Linked DNA regions of Anas platyrhynchos: region 2 is linked to region 1. The links are chromatin contacts, called in public Hi-C maps. All regions are on one chromosome and are shown on one strand. The core of a region is the stretch at or near the end of the contact, and the rest is flanking DNA. Distances in the headings are between cores, read along the strand shown.

Region 1 (5,717 bases), core at 838-3,337:
CACCACCACCAAAACACACTAGTCTTGTAATAGTCCTTGAAAAACATTATCTAGAATAATATCAATAATATTTACATTGTTAAATTGGTTATAAAAGTATGTGCTGAAAAGCGTTTAACAAAAGCTGTGGAATTTAGAATTCTGTTCCTTAGCACAGTTATGGTGTTAGAAGAATTATAAATCTTTCTTCTTGAGAAGTACTATGGCAGCACAAAGGGAAGTGACAGCACAATCATATCTCATCAGAATGATGGATAAATCATTAACTATATATATTTTTAATATCTGCTAAACTGTCTTCAATGTGACATAAAAATAAAGATACAAAGAAACTGGCAACCATTCTCTTGGCACCTAAGATAAAATGTACTGAAGAGAATCCAAATTTGAGTACACAATATACAGAGATAATTTGCCACAGGCCAATTTTGTAACAGAATCCCATAGGCTTTTAGCAGGACTTAAGTTTTCTTGAACTTGAAGTTGTGATTCTGAGTTGGGTGCTGTTGTTTGTGGCTTTTTATTTTATTTTTTTTTCCTCAAAATGAAATTAAAATAGCTTAGCTTTAAGAAAGTCATGATGAAAGGGGTGAAAAAAGCTCAATTTACTTCTGTGTCAGAGTAATCTCAGCTTTTTTGCCTTGTTTTTAGGGATAACCTTTTCTTTTGTTCTCTCCTGATCCAAATAACTGACAGGTACTGAATTGCTGTGGCTGAAAAATTAAAATTTCCCTTCTTAAGGAAGCACAGCTAGGAAAATGTGTTTTAAAGTCATTTATTTTTAAAGTAGGGCACAAACTGGTTGTGCCTATAGCTGCAACCACTGGAAAGGGAGATTGAGGCCGCTGTCAGACAATCCCTGCTGTGCCTACAATGTGCCTGTTGTACGCGTGGTCCTTACTGGTACTGAGTGCGCATTTGCTTATATTAATATAAGGGTTTAATGCTGTGGTAGTGACTTGGCAGCCATAAGAAACTAGGGACAAAATCTTCATACGCTTGCACCTTCAAGCCTGAATGTTTCACAGTGGTTCGATGTCACCGGTTAATTTTGCTTTCAGGTAGTACTTGTTTGACCTCCTTTACTTCAAACCAACTTTTGCAAAACTTCTAGGGCTCCTGTGGTCTCAATTTTGGCAATTTTAATCTAAAGTAACTCTCTGTTTTCGAAACAAAATATTATTTCTTTGATTGTCATTATCCAAACATAAGGAAATACAGGAAGTAAGCAAGTAATTAGAAAAATGCAATTTTGAGTTGGACGTAATATATTGTTCTGTTACTATTATATGATGCAAGGCTTCTCCTTGTTAAAAAGATCAATACAAAAATGCTTCTCCAATTCCATGCTAACAGCTCCAGATTTTGCCTGAAATTGAAGTGAAAATGTTGTTTTGATCGCAGTACTTAAAAATAAAATAAAACAAAAATCAATGAATAGCTATGTTCCTGGTTTGGAAGAGCTCCTCTAAGGACTTTGGGGACAAGGATGACTCCATACAGGTAACTGAGAGCTCTGCTGGCAGGCCTCTTTAAGCCCTGCTGCAGAAGCTGTCAAAACCTAATACAGTAAGAGCACACGTTTGTATTTAGGTTGCAATATTAGTAAACACAGTTTCTGGGAAACCAGCTATGTTTGTGCAGTTTCCTTTTCAAGATTTCTTGTTCAGTAAAGCCTGCAGTGCCATAATGCCACATGTACGGACTTCCCAAGGAAGGGCAGCTCTTGCTTTTCCTTCATACTTATGAGGATACAAAAAGCCTAGAGAAGGACCTATTGCCTGAGAATCAGAGAAAATCTCATAACACCATAGCTTAAATGGGATCCACGTGAAGTTCCTGACCTTCAGCACTAGCGAGATGTGACCTGCTGTAGTTGCTGAGTTATGAACTGTGTGCGTGTGTGGCTGTGATCCACGCTTGCTCTGTCTTTCCTTACCCTACTTCTCACAACCACATCTCACCCCTAAAAACACTGGATGGGCTCGGTTTTGAAGGAAGCTGGATTGCCCATATAGGGTTAAGCCAGGCTGTGGCTTCAAAAAACGCAGGCAGCCAGCTTCCCTTTTTGTAAAGAGAGCAATTTCCTGCCAGCCCCATACTGCAGTACAGCCCTGCGCAGAGCATGGAAACCCCCATCCCCCTCAGTGCTATGTAGTGGAACCTACAGCAAGTGTAAAAACACAACAAACGGTGTGTCTATTTTTGGAGAAGTGGGAAACTGCTGTGGGAGTGAAAATTTCTCTTTTTTTTTTTCTTCGTCATCCTCCCACTTACTTGAATATAGTTGTTTGGGGGAAAGGACCAAAAAAAAAAAAAAGAAAAAAAAAAAAAAAAGAGAAGCTAATAAAGCCCCAAAGAAATTGCTGAATTTTGGGGGATGTTTTTGAAGAACTGAAGATCATACTTGGTATTAGACAACAGCGATGTCTCTTATGCTCCATCTTCCTTCCTGAGATATTATGATGGCAAGATAAAAAAATAATTTCCCAAATACAGTTTTTAAATGAACTAGTGCTGTTTATTGCTGAGAGTAGACAGTTGTGATTTTTCCTAATATAAAAGACCCATATATGTTGCAGGTTTAAAATTAGAAGAGCTTTACTTCCCAAGAAAGCCGCTAGTCGTTGCACATGTTTGAACAAAAGAGGTGCCTTATGGAGGCAGGTTGTGATTAATGTGTCAAGTTGTGATCACAGAGATAGCCTTTGTTTGTCATTGGAGGTGACTGCCTTTGGGAGGAGACACTTCTTTTTCCCTCTGTTCTCATGTGCGAAGGTCGGCTCCAAGTGCTTGGCGGCAGAGTCCCTGTCTGAGCATCACTCTTGCAGTTTGGTTTTGATGGAGTGTTATCTTTAAGCAGTGTCAAGGCCACAACAACATAAGAATATAGATTTCATTTCACTCCTTTGTACCTGCATAGTGTCTGTATTTTGATTTATAGTTCGTTATGCTGATAAAAGTTGTCTTGGTGTCACCTCATGCTCAGTACCCGTTTGTTATTGTCACTCAGTACCATTGACTCTGCTGTTAGCAAAATGGAAAGAAGGTAAAGCTTTACAAAGGGATGGGGAATCCACAGAGCTTAACAGTTTTGTGATCCATAATATCTGAGGGCGATGAGTAGCTGGCTAGCAAAAGATACATAGTTTGATGTGTAGGAAGCTGTCATCGTGTGGGTTCTTGGAAAGTCCACCATCAGGTTGAAGGACAGAGTGGTCACAGTTGGCTGGCTGCTACTGCGGAAGCCAGTGATCCTTCAGAGTCTACAGCCTCCTCTGTGATGGAGTTGCTGTGTTTGTAATGGGTATGTGCTATTGCACAAACGAGAGCTGAACCTGTTTTCTGACTGTCAGATGCCCATGGCACCAGCACCAGCAATGGGAGTGGTGGCAGGAGCAGAGCAGCAGAGCACCTGTGGACAGGAGCATGCCCTGCTGGTGGCTGCTGCTGTGTACAGCTGCCAGCAGCTGCAAGGAGCCCAAGGGAAAGTCTGAGCATGTGTGGTTCAAAAAGGTCCAGATACATATAGGCCTGTACCTAGAGCAGGAGAATTTTATTGTGGCTGGGCTGAACTGTGCCACTCCTTGTACACATGGGGCTTGTTTCACAGCAGCCTGCCTACAGGAGCACGGTCTGATACGGGGTGGGCAGCAACACAGCCTGCAGAAAGTGGTGGCTGCTCTGTTCTTCTACTGCTCCACCATTGCTGTAAAATACAGCTGCCAGGACTGCAGGAACAGTGCTTTTACTTCGCATTACTTGATGTTGAAACTTGTATCTTATTTTGAAAGCCAGCTTGGGAGAGTTAAAAGTGAAAGAGAACAGTCATGCTTTTTCAATATGCAGGAATTTTAGTATCTTCTATTTCAAATGATTAATTTAGTAGAGAAGATTTTGAGGAATGTTTGTCATCTCCTCTGAACTATTTCTTGTACATGATGAATAAAACTGTTCCCTTTCAGTTTTATTTAAAGTAGGAAAGAGGAAGCACTCTAAAAAAGGCCCAGAATATCATCACTTGATGTCTGATTTGTGGCTTTCCAAAGATTATCTTTGATTACCCAATGTAACTTCTTGTTTCAGAGAGAGTTTTGGTGAGAAAGAGAAATTTTGAGCTTGAAACCAGCATCTGTGTTTGAAAGAAAGCCTCTTTGTTACTTCTGATAACCACGATAATGGGATCTAAACTAAGGTTGGCTGTGTTTGTAATAAGTACAGAACATACACTAAGGCACGTAAGCACACTGACAGTTTATATATATATACTGGTACTATAAACCTGATTACAGCAGTGTAATCTTGAGAGTGTCTGAAGATGTAAATTGGGACCGAGATCAGATTCTGGATCCCTTTGAGGAATGGGATAGGCCAGTGTGGTTGTGTGTCAGCTTCCTTCTCTCTGCTTTGGTACGTGTATGGCTACACTGGCACTGACTTTTTTTTTTTTTCTCTGAAAAAATCTTGGAGTATGTAATACATATATACATGTATATGTATATTTCTGTTTTTTAGTAACAATTCCATTTTCATCCACATCCTAATGAACATTTGATTTCATTTTCACTTCAAAAAGTGGAAATGGGCACTTGATTGGTAAGGTTGTGCTATACCTTACCGTTTCACCATGTAGGAGTCATTGCGATGTTGAATATGGGGGTTAAATTACTTGTACTAAGTCTGCTGATTTTTTTGTTTAAAGAGATTTCTATTTGCAAAACAGAAGTGGAACTTCTGGCCATAGAATTGCTGTGCACTTTTAGGAAATAAGCTATTTACTGGGGATTTCCTTGGTGAAGCGGATTGCCTGGCACAGGCTCAACGTTTGCAAGATTTGAGCCAAATTTTCAGCGGACACTATCTTCATTTTTGATCATCTTTCTTAGCACAAATATTTATACTCAGATCTCACTGGAAGATTATTTTCCTACAAAAACAGGTGTCATAACCGGTGAATCACTTCAGATTTGCATTCATGACAAACCATCATTTGTCTACTACTAAACACTATCTGGTTGAAAAGTTGTCTTAAAACGAATTGGACTTCTTTGCTTTGTGTTATTGTAAGGGCAGTGTTTGAGTTGATTGGTATTGAGATAGCTCCCTGTAGCCTGCCTGTTCAAAGGGAGCCATCAGTGTATGACCTGATGTTTTCAGCTACTCCCCATGGCCTCAGTCTTGTGCTTTTGATGTCCCCCACTGTGTCCCAAAATAGAATGAGGATCCTCAGAAGAGCTTGAGGCCTCAGGCGGTCACCTCATGTGACCGAAGCAGAAGCTGCAGAAAAAACAGCTATCCCTAATTCTTAAAGGAAATGCCCAGCAACTCAGCTAAAAAAAAAAAAAAAAATCCAGCTTGGAAAATACCAAAAGATTTCTCACACAAATCTTCAGCATTTTTCTTGCTTACAGGCAGCTCCAAACTCTTTGCTGGCAAAGTGGTTCCTACAGTAACCATATGGGAGTTGTTACAAAAGGTGTTTGAAAGTGATCATGTGAAAGGTGAACAGGTTTGAGAAGCAGACTTTATTCCAAGAAAAAAGGCAATTTGAGCTGGAGAGATGGAATACTTCTTGGAAAAAGAGGATGGCTGGTGTTGCAGCCAGGGTGCTTCATGGGATTTAGGTGAAAAGGAAGTGAAGAAAAGCTTGGGCTTGGCATGTGCCGTGTAGCCACAAAACGCCTGACAGAAATTAGGAGTTTGAAATTCTCTGCTAA
Region 2 (5,144 bases), core at 1,355-3,854, 44 kb before region 1:
ACACTCAACCTGCTTCCATGTCAAGAAATCATGAATCTGTCTTGAAATTTCCCAGAATTTCTGCGTGAGGTAATGGAAAGAATGTTTTACACTTATTTTTCTTTCAAATACTAATTATTCTGTATAATTTCAGGGCCTCTCAGTCTTGTTCTCATTCACGCTTCTACTCTGAGTATCCCTTCTTTCATCATCTTCGTTGTTAGCCTTTCAACTTTCATATTTAGGAACCCAGCGTAAAGGAGGAATTTCTTTGACCTTTATGCAGCTCTGAAAGTTTTGGACTTTTTCCCCCTCCAAATGTGACACATGACACCAAAGAATGTACTGTTGTAGGTGCTGCCCCTTCCCCATTCCCTTTCATATATCTTGAGATGGCCAAATGTTTCCATCTCTTGCTGCAAATAAGGTATGCTTGGTGATGTGAAAAACCTTTCATGTTTACAGACTCTGCGAGATTATTACTCTTCCACTATTTTTTACTCTGTAGCAACATGTATTGTCACTTTAGGATTAGCTTTGAATTCTAAAATGTCTCTGAATAACAATCTTTGAATAAACGAATCTTTACAACATAAATGTACATCACCTTATAAAAAAAAATAGGGCATGAATTCCCTTTTGTTCACCTACTACGAGTCAAGCATGCATTTCTTCAGAGAGTACAAACTCCCTCAAAGACCTGCTAAATACCATTAGCTGGTTGTGTGTGGTGTTCGTAGCTAGCTAACCTGATGAGAGCAACCCTGAAGATTTGCTATTACAATTTGATCAGGTAGAATGGCTTGCTGCCACAGAAAGGCTTACTTTCTCCCCCATACACACACATTTCCTCCAGTCCTTTTTGAACATAAGACAGGAGCAGGGCTGAGGAGTAACAAATCTCTGCCATCACTGCTGGTACATGAAAATTCTAGTACTTGATTTCAAGTTCTTACTAAATCTTCAAGTTTGTGAGAAAGGGACATTTCTTCAAAGAAATTTCTTTCCAGTGGGCTAATATAAGACTATTTCATTTTTTACTTAAGTAACTTTAAAGCATGGGTTATGGCTTCGGAAATTCTTATTTTCTTCCCCGTCCTTTCACACGTCAGTTTTTGTTACACATTAGTGTTATTATACCCAGTTCTGCTTATGTGTATTTTATGGTTTGCAGTCCATTTGTCTTACTTCACATAAAACGTACGAATTAATCTCTATTTCAGTATACTTTTAAAGCAATCTTTTAACTAAAGGTGGTTACATTCCAGCAGTTTTATGGACTCTCTTCTGTATGTGCAGTTGTGTGTGGATCTGCCATATATATAACATACGTGGCAATTGCAAGCCCTATCTTTCACAGAAACGTGGTATTGAGACATTAAAATTGCTTCCCCTAGATAATGATATCACTTTGTCTAGATTGCAGCAATGCTGAAGAATCTAAGGGACTCAGCAATATAACAAGTTAAAGTTTAAAAGTGACAAATGTTTGAAATGTACAATGTTTAACTAGCATTACAGTTCCAACAAATTAAGTCCTACCTTGAAGTTTATCTGTCCATTGGGTAAGCGGTTCGTATGTATTTTGTGCAGAAAGTAGATATCTTTAATAAACAGATTGAAAACTGGGATGACTATTTTCTCTCGATTGCTGTTGGCAGTCTGAGATCGCTGTGCTGCTCCTTGCAGGGCTGTGCGGTAATTACAAAAGTTGCTGGAAGGATCCATGTGGTGCTGTTTTTATGGGGAAAGAAGGCAGTTGTGTAATTAACATTTTTTGCGTTTAAAAAGTGTGTATCTTATCAGAGAGCATATAATATTTTGAATATCTGCGCACGGTTTTAAGCTGTCAAGATAGTCCTTTATACTGATCAGGTTAAATCAGAGTTTCTCTAATTCCTATGTTGCCTGAAAGGATGGTTCTGCACTGGCTTGACATCTATGCTTTCTTTCAATGGCTAATGGGAGGTTGAAAGGAAATAATAAATGACTACTGGGGGAAGAAAAACAATTCCTGCTTGCTCTCACCAGTCTTTGATTTCAGTTGAGTTTTGTTTTGATTCAGTTGGCCACTAGATGGAGTACTCTAATCAGTTTTATGGTTAGTAAAAAGGCATTGACTTGCACGAAGGGTGAAAGTACTGTGATTGTAATAAAGACATGGAATGAAGAAACAACCTACAGAAAACCTGCATTAGATCTTCTTCTCAGGCAAGAAGGGATTTTGAAATCTGGGAAATGCTCTGCCTAATGTTTATATTACTGTTGACCACTGACAGAGGTGTCTGTGATCTCTGACATTGATTCTTTCCAACATCTGCTGTGGAATTACTATTTGGTGTATTTCTAAACAAAGTCTGAACTTTATACATACCTCTAAAACATCAAATTTGGCTGTTTTGACCTTTGACCAAGTTTTCTTTAGCCGCGCCACAGGACTCAAGTTCATGCCAGCTGTATATATAGAGAGAGGAGACCAAAACGGAAACAACTGAGCTGAAAAAATACAGGGCTAATGCAACTCTGTGCTTGTATGTCAGTACCACACTTATGCTTTGGAAGGCAGTTCAGCTTGACAGCCACAAGTGGTAGCTAATGCTGCCCACCCACACACTGATCTGTCACTGGAACACGCTGCTGTTGTAGAAGCGCTGATGTGGTCAGCCAACTTCAGGCAAGTATGAGCACAGTCTTGCCAGTCAGGTTGTGAAATGAAGTGCCTTCTGTCATCTGTATTGAGAATACTCACAGATAATAGCCATCATTGAGTTGAAGTTTCCGATATTGAAGCACTCTCTTGCCACATCAATGAAGAATTCCACCATTCTTGTACGCTGCTTTTTCTTGACAACCTGAAAAAAAAAATGTTAATAGGGAAGGGGTGGCCTGAAATTTGAATAGGATGTTCAGGTAAAGGCATTATTATAAAATGATTGAAGAGACATTTCAAGATGTTATCCAGTCAAGCAATCTGATGATGAAAGGCTAGGCATATTTTGTTAAGATCTGTTTTTTAACAGAAAAGTAGTATTTGGGGCTGCTATCAGTTATCTGCCCAGTTGTGGGAGAGTGTAACTTCTTGTTTATACATGAAGTTCAGTGTCATAAGGAACTTGTATGATCAAGTCAGACGCTTTCAAGCAACTTCCTGTTACTGGAAAAAGGAGAAAACAAGAAGCGGCTATCAGAAAAATACAGGGGGAAAAAAACAACACCAAGGAGAGGGGGAGAAGAATGAAGGGACTTGAGAGCAGGGCATGTAACCTGGATGTGAGGAAAGACTAATTGCCATGTCCTGATTTCTCACATTATGCTTTGAACACTCTTAAATGAAGTGTTGAGAGCAGGTAGGTATACCTGGATATACATTATCTTCATCCATGCAAACATGTGAGGGATCTAGCAGTGATACTGGGCATCTGCTTTGCAGATTTTCTTTTATAATTAGTGAAGCAAAACTAATATATAGTATCGTCTCCGAACTTTGTTTCAAAAATCCATCAGTTTTATTTATTTTTGCCTAGATTAGTCATTCATTCCCATGTTTTGCATCTAGAAGTTTTGTCTGGGTTATACAAAATGGGTTCTGAGTGGTGACTGAAGACTACTTCACCAGGGATCTCTCAGAAGAAAATGGCTTGGTAGTCAATGAGTTAGCTTAGCTCTCATTATGCTAAAACCTTTTGCTTGGTTGTTTTAATAAAGGTATTAGTTACATCAGCCAGATCTAGAAGAAGAGGACTTAGTATGTTTTGTAATAAGTTCTGTGAAGCAGGAAATCTTAAGATGTTAGGGTTGATAAAGGAGACAGCATGAAGCTGCTGCGGGCATCTGGGTTTCCCTCATGGGGTTGCCAAATGTGTGGGAATAAAGAGGATATGTACTATTTGATACAATTGGTACCTATTACTAGCAATCTCAAAAGACAGTTTATATGTACAAGAAGGGTTTCTGGGGCAGTATCTTCCATTTCATTGCTAGTTGTATGACAAAAGTCACTTTTAGCCTCTACTAAGGCTGTTCTTCTTCTTTTTGTTTTTAACCTTTCTCCTTCTATACTTCTGAAGAGCGAGTTTATTCCTCATTTCTTTTTTTTTCTGCTATAACAAAACTGTACATATGGCTGTAGTAATGATCTCTAAGTACAGTGGAAGGAGAGCAGTTTATCAGTAACTCTGTGCTTCGGTAGTGAGTACCTGAACGCTTTATGGATGTATTTTAGAGAAAAACAACTCCCAACTGAAATGCCACACAACTTCCATTTCATGGCATGACTAATGTTACTATGGAAGCTACACAAAACCAGAGAATACATGCAAAGCCAAATGTAGCTGTGAACTCTTAATCACATAAGCACACAAATAATTTAATGCTTGAATAATGCAATTATCTTCAATTGGACTGCTCATGTTTAAATCTGTTAGACCACTGCCTGCCATTTGTCCTTAAGGACAGGATTATTTTGCTATATTATCTTCTACCAGTAAGTACCCACCCTACAAATCTCTGTAGCCACCAGCATGCTGAGACAATTGAACCAGTTGTCATAGGCCTCCAAATTGTAGGTTTTGGTAACATCGCCTCGGCACTGCAAGAGAAAAGGCCACATATTGATCCTATCCTGTATTATGATAAAGACAACACACCAAAGGATAAACTTCCAGTCATGTCTTGATTGAAATCTTAATGGGTATTTCTCAAGGCATGAGCCTCACAAAGATCAGAAAGTGGCAGCCTTTTTTGCACAGCGTATACTCAAATCCTAATTACTGTTTCTTTTCCCCTCTGTACCCCTTCCCGTACCTTGTGATTATCTAGGGAGTCCATGTGGCTAACAATCTGCATCAGATCCTCGGGGTAAATGTTGCTCACCCGTTCCTGTGTTCAGAGAGATGAGAGATTGTCACTGTACAGGCAGACAGGGAGATCAGTTAAAAATGCATCAATAAATCCAAAGCTGTGAGATTGTTTTGGTAACTTTCATCTCCTTAAGCTTTCTTTACTGATAAGTATGAAACATTTCTACAGAGTGTACCTTATTGTTTTTGTTCGTCATTTGGCATTTTCGGATTAGAACACTGGAGGCTTTCAGTGAAGCCTATAGCAAAATTCATACTGATGAGAATATTTAGTAAATGGAAGATGAAATAATTCACACAAATCGA

Evidence for each region. Hi-C and Micro-C count contacts between places; a contact is called where the count stands out from the background.
Region 2: a Hi-C map of skeletal muscle shows a contact between it and region 1, with 4 times the contacts expected there. The contact joins two enhancer-like sites. A contact is called at or near these places in 2 of 8 Hi-C or Micro-C datasets (liver and skeletal muscle).

What each region holds. Positions count from the first base shown.
Region 1 is chr6:15,143,746-15,149,462 of IASCAAS_PekinDuck_T2T, reverse strand. The region is part of intron 1 of MBL (mannose-binding lectin); the gene reads left to right. All of the region lies in intron 1 of RASGEF1A (RasGEF domain family member 1A), which reads right to left. Among named protein-coding and RNA genes, the nearest start is that of MBL, 27 kb to the left of the region's middle. Within about 2 kb of position 2,087, at least 2 of the 8 cell types and tissues checked have an H3K27ac peak or open chromatin away from gene starts, as enhancers often do.
Region 2 is chr6:15,188,436-15,193,579 of IASCAAS_PekinDuck_T2T, reverse strand. It overlaps RASGEF1A (RasGEF domain family member 1A), which reads right to left. Exons shown (of 13, transcript XM_027460021.3): 6 at 4,783-4,857; 7 at 4,475-4,567; 8 at 2,729-2,831; 9 at 2,354-2,433; 10 at 1,522-1,713; 11 at 1-60. Among named protein-coding and RNA genes, the nearest start is that of MBL, 18 kb to the right of the region's middle. Within about 2 kb of position 2,604, at least 1 of the 8 cell types and tissues checked has an H3K27ac peak or open chromatin away from gene starts, as enhancers often do.